2 separate regions of the Mus musculus genome follow, and region 2 is linked to region 1. The links are chromatin contacts, called in public ChIA-PET maps. All regions are on one chromosome and are shown on one strand. The core of a region is the stretch at or near the end of the contact, and the rest is flanking DNA. Distances in the headings are between cores, read along the strand shown.

Evidence for each region. ChIA-PET counts read pairs in DNA pulled down with a chosen protein or histone mark.
Region 2: an RNA polymerase II ChIA-PET map of memory CD8 T cells shows a contact between it and region 1, with 27 read pairs. The contact joins the enhancer-like site here to the promoter of Kifc3 in region 1. A contact is called at or near these places in 5 of 115 datasets of contacts at active chromatin or transcription factors (CD8 T cells, bone marrow-derived macrophages, embryonic stem cells and 2 more) and 3 of 9 other capture datasets (adipose tissue, liver and pancreatic islet).

The regions. Positions count from the first base shown.
Region 1 is chr8:95,141,124-95,143,823 of GRCm38.p6, reverse strand. It overlaps Kifc3 (kinesin family member C3), which reads left to right and starts at 1,267. Exons shown (of 22, transcript NM_001372314.1): 1 at 1,267-1,392. The region is part of intron 1 of Gm31036 (a long non-coding RNA gene); the gene reads right to left.
Region 2 is chr8:95,243,786-95,246,637 of GRCm38.p6, reverse strand. All of the region lies in intron 31 of Cngb1 (cyclic nucleotide gated channel beta 1), which reads left to right. Among named protein-coding and RNA genes, the nearest start is that of Gm31277, 44 kb to the right of the region's middle. Within about 2 kb of position 1,272, at least 67 of the 459 cell types and tissues checked have an H3K27ac peak or open chromatin away from gene starts, as enhancers often do. A contact at or near this core is called in CD8 T cells and memory CD8 T cells, where this site is marked.

The sequences.
Region 1 (2,700 bases), core at 18-2,517:
TAGTTAAAACAAAACAAAACAAAACCTGACTTTGGCTTTGCTAGAAGGAAACTGAAGTTTATGTCAGTGTCCCAATCCTTAAGGAAGACAAGGTTTCTCCTTTTATATGCAAACTTAAATGCAGGACACACCCCTTCCCCTCGAATAGAGCCTTCAATAGATGAGACAGTGCTTGCTTCCAGCTGGGGGCCTACTGGCCAGGCCTGGCCTGGCACCAGGCACCCTGTGGGGCCTAAGTCCTTGTCTCTGTTTTTGCTCCAGATTCTTGACACGTGGCTCAGCAGCGGAAGCGGGAAGCAGGCCCAGAGGAGGCAGCAAGGCCCTCCCTAGGTCTCTCCTAGGCCATTTCTGGCAAGCCTGAAGGGGTAGACCCTCACCCTCCTCAGGTTATCTGGGGACCATCAGCCTCTGCGGGACAGGCTCCTGTGGCACATTCTCCTTCCGCACTCCGGAGTGGGCATACTGGGGCTGGAATAAATGCCTCTCTGTTTGGGAGACAAAGAACAGAGTGGCTCCTTTGGGTCAGCAGTCTCTCTTGGCTGCCTGAGCCTTCTCTCCCCCAGGCCTCTTCAGTGGCTCCTAGACGCCCCAGGAAGGAGCTTTTAAAGACAGACGGTGGAGCTGTTTTGCCGGAGCTTAAGGGAATGCGTTACCTTAACAAACCCCAAGCCTGCTGCTCAAGAAAATATTTATTGGTTGGGGGTGCAGGGGTGCAGCTGGCAAGGCAGGATGCCAGGCTGGGCACAGAGAGAGGGTGCACGCCTGTGTAACAGAGCAGGTGAACGTGTGGTATGCGTGTGCTCGATCTCGCGTGCAAGAGCTTGTGTGAGGAAATGTATTAAGATGTGAGTCTGTGTGTGTGTGTGTGCCAGTTGTGTGTGGATCCTAGCTGGCGTGCGTGAAACTTCTGCACCTGGGTTTGGGGTGGAGTACAAACCGTTTTGAGGGTGAGTGTTAACGTTAACTCCTGGGTAGGAGTAATGGGTGAGGGCGAGTGTGCAGGTACGCGGTGTGCAGTGGAGGGTGTGAGCCAGCTCGGAAGGGGCAGGCAAGGTGCGCCTGGGCTCGTGCACCAGTGGGTGTGCGCACAAGGGTGTACCAGCCTGTGTCGGGTGGATGGGTAGGATAAGAGGGGAGGCATGCGCCTGGGGTGGGCGCGTGCGCGAGAGTGCGCGTGCCCCCCTCCCGAGCCCGTTACCATGGGAACGCGCCGCGGCCTGAGTTAATCATTTCCTGTGGAAAGTGCGGGAGGGGCGGGCACGGGGCGGGCCAAGGAGGCAGCGGCGGCGGCGTGGAGCTGCCTCGCGCGGGCGGGCGGGCCGGAGCCGGCCGGAGCGGGCCGAGCCCGGGGCGCTGCGGTGGCGGCGCTGGGATCCTGTCTCCGCTAGGCCGGTGAGTCGGGTCCCGGCAGGCTGGGGGTGGAATGGGACGGGCTCCTCCCGGCGCTCCTGCTGGGCGCCGCGCCCGCCCTGCCTGAGGACCCCCTCTTTCCCCGACCCGGTGGGTGTTGCGATCAGGCCCCAAGAGACCCGGCTGAGCGCGGGGCTCCCACTGTATTGGTCCAACCGGAGGATCTTGCAGAGACCTGGGCGTGAGGGTGGCACAGCCTCTGGGGTAGCGCCACCAAGACCGACTCCTTGGAGGGGGAATGTGCAGTGCCTACCTGGGAGCTGCGGGTCAACCAGTGAACCCCCTCCCCCTGCAAGGGTCGCTTCCAGGAAGGCTACTGTTTGGGCCCTCCCTCTGTGTCCCCCGAGTAGTTCTCCCCCATCCCCCGGGCAAGGCCCGAGGTGGGGTGCGGCAGCCCCTAGGTTAGGAGGGAGGGCCTCAGAAATACCCTCTCAAGCTGAGAGGGATCAAGTCATTGACAGCTGCGGCTGAGGAATCCCTGCAGGGAGGGGAGCCCAGAAGCTGTCTGTCCCCTCAGCCTTTCCACTGCAAGTAACAGGAGAACTCTGGCTGACACAGTGAAAGGCCGGGTCCTGAGACATTTTAAAGAGGAAGCTGGATTTAAATTCTTAAGTAGTATTTGTCACCCTTCCAAAACATACACACACACTTTAATGCATTTCTCAAGCTTGGGCCTTGGGACTACCCCTAGCTTCACCTTCCTTAGTGTCCTTCTGCCCCAGACTGGGTAAATGCCCTTCCTAGTCTGGTAGGACTTATTCCCCATGCCCTTCATAAAGGGGCAGTCTCCTTGGCTAGAGAGAGTCATTTGCTAGGAATGCAGTCCCAGAATGGTTTTGTGTATTGGAGTGGTTGGACTTCAGGGTTTGGGGATGGTAAGTTCTGCTGTCTGTATGGGTACCAGAGAGCAGAAAATTTGAAATCTGGATGCACCAGAACATGTGTGTGCCAGGGATACCCTAACCCAGTCTAGCCATGCCCCCTCCCCCAAATGCTCACCCAGGAGAACTAAGCTATCCCCTGCAGTGGTGTATAGGTGACTATGAGGTCTACACACACACACACACACACACACACACACACACACACAGAGAGAGAGAGAGAGAGAGAGAGAGAGAGAGAGAGTGAGTCTTTGCCCTGTCTCTGGTTTAAGACAGGAGGAAGGCAGATCTACCATCCTTAGCTAAACCCAGAGAAGCACATGCCCCTCCCCCAAACAGCTTCCGCATTCACCCACCAATGGGACAGTTTACCAAGAGATAGCAGCATCTTGGGCCCTTTGCCTGTGTC
Region 2 (2,852 bases), core at 23-2,522, 100 kb before region 1:
TTCCTGACACCAAAGGCACTTGGCTGTCTTCTGAGTTATTTATTCATTTGTCCAATGATACAATGTTTCAGAATTTTTAACCCATCCACTGTGAGAAGGCAAGACTTTCAAGCAGAGTAGATAAAAGTTACTTTTGCCTTTGGCTCGAATATCTATGGTAAATATCTATGGTAAAATATTGAAGTTATGTGAGTTGAGGGCTGGAGTGTGGCTCAGCAACAAAGACTTGCCTCTTGGGCCTGGGACTCTGGACTGGAACTCCAGCATGGGACCGGATAGGGATGTAGGCACAATGTTATTGTGCCCTGTGTCCTCTCTCTCCCTCCCCCTCCCCTGGCTTATTCTCTCCCCCATTCAATCATTGGCTGATCAGTTCTATATTGACCAGTCAGGGAATAATTGGGAATTCAAACAGGAGAAGAGGGTCCAGGAGACAGCATAAGAAAACAGAAACATTTGACTAGCTCTCATGTAATATGCTAGGTTTATTTGCTGGGCTTGCCTTCTGTTTAAGGCTCTACCCATCTGACTATAGTTGATGTTGATGTTTTTGTGACAGAGTCTCACTGTGTAGCCCTACCTGGTCTGGAATTCAGAGTTACTTGCCTCTCCAGGGCTGGAATTAGAGGCATGCGCCACTATGCTTAGCTTAGTGAACTTCCGGTCTCAGCTTCTTGAGGGCAATCTCAGGTGTGTTCTGCCACGGCTAGCAAGATTGGGTTTTTGTTGTTGCTGTTTTTGTTGTTGTTGATTTGTTTTAATTTTTGAGAATATAAAATGTTAACAGTACTCCTGAAGCACAAAACTGTATGCTCAGGAAAGTGTCACAAGTCCTCCTTCGCCTGTCATCTGCCCCTATAAGGAGCTAAATACATTAGGTTTGGGGATATTTTTGTTTTCTTTCTTTAGTACCCAGCGTCTTGCACACACTAGGTGGATGCTCTATCACGGAGCCTAGCCTCAAGCTTTTAAGTTTGTCATATTTGATTTGTATTTGGGGCAGGATCCTGCTCCATTGGCCAGGCTGCCATTCCTGTTGTAGTCCAGGTGAGCACCACCATCTCCGTCTCCATCTGCCTCAGCCTCCTAAGGAGCAGGGCTCACAGGCCTGTGCCACCTGGTCTGCCTAGGCTCCTTGACTCCCATGTTTTCCATCTTGTGTTTTCCTCTTTTCAAAAACAGGCAGGCCCTTGGCTGTGTTCTTACTTCCGGTTTTGTGGATGATAGCTTATTGTCAGCTGCAGTCACAGACAGCCTTCCCTCCCCTCTCCTCCCCTTCCTTCCCCCACAGTGAGCACTTGGCATAGTGCCAATGCTTTACAACTATGAATAGCAATGCAGGTGTGTGTGTGTGTGTGTGTGTGTGTGTGTGTGTGTGTGTGCGCGCGTGCATGTGTGTTTGGATTTTGTATTGAGCAGTAAGTTATTTTGTTTTTAGAAGAGCAGATTTCTGCTTTCTAGTCCTTCAGATGAGATTTCAAACAGAGCAGCATGCTATGGTATTGAGAGGCTCGGGAGGTGTGGGGTGGCTGGTGACACCCAAATCCCTTCTTTGTGATATACTGGCTGGGTGAATTTGCAAAATTTACTTGACTTTTCTAGGGTTAGTTTCTGCATCTATAAAATAGAAGTAACCATCTCCTACTTTGTCTGTTGTGAAGATTAAGTAAGCTAGTCCAAGCCAGGCATGGTGGCACACCCAGCACTGGGTAAGGTAGAGGTGTATCTCTATGAGTTCAAGACTACCCAGGTCTATTTATTGAGGTTCAGGACAGCCAGAATAACCTAGTAAAACCCAGTCTCAAAACAAAACAAGACAAAACACAGTAAGACAACACCATCCATGTTAAAAATGTAATAGTCCAGCCGCCTTTAATCCCAGCACTCGGGAGACAGAGGCAGGTGGATTTCTGAGTTCGAGGCCAGCCTGGTCTACAGAGTGAGTTCTAGGACAGCCAGAGCTACACAGAGAAACCCTGTCTCGAAAAAAAGGGGGAAAAAAAAAGAAAGAAAGAAAGAAAAATGTAATAGTCCGTGTGTGTGCCTCTGTGTGTGTGTGTGTGTGTGTGTGTGTGTGTGTGTGTGTGTGTGTGATCTCATAGCCTCAGGCTATCTTGTAATTTACTCCCTATATAGCAGAGACCCGCCTTGAAGACCTGTGTGTCCTATGTCTTTCTCCTGAGCACAGAGACACCCTCCCTCCTCATCCAGCCCAGGCCTGTGTTTGCAGATTTCCTCTTGCTAACACTTGGAGATCGGTGCTCACTGGTAGACGGGTTCCAGCCTGGGGTCACGGAGGCTGATGATCCTTTTAAGAAAGATTTATTAGGAGAATTATTAATACTATGGATGGACAGACAGACAGCAGCATGGCAGGAGCTCTTTACCTGAGCCTTTTGGGGAAATGAGGAGGGACATGAGGATTCTCCTGGAATCCAGGCATCGGGGAGTCAGTTAGGAGCCTAAAGATTCACAAGCAGGCCCTGGGTAAAGGGTTTGCTGTTTCCTTTCCAAAAGAAAGGAGGCCGCTGCAGGTGGGCGTGGTCTGAGCAGCAGTCTGGCTCAGATTCTAATAGCAGACCCTTGTGATCACCACAGACTTGCACAGGGTGGCCATAGACTGGGTCCTAGTGTGTGCTGTAGCTGGTGTCGAACAAGGTGATACCCTTCCCCTGAGCAGATCAGTGCAAAAGGAGGGAAAGTTTGTTTGGGCTCTTGGTTTCAAAGGTTTCATTCCATGGTTGCCTGACACATACATGCACACATATGCATACATACATACATGTACACATACATGTATATACAAATGTATAGATAAATATGTACACAATATACTGAGAGGGGGAGGGAGG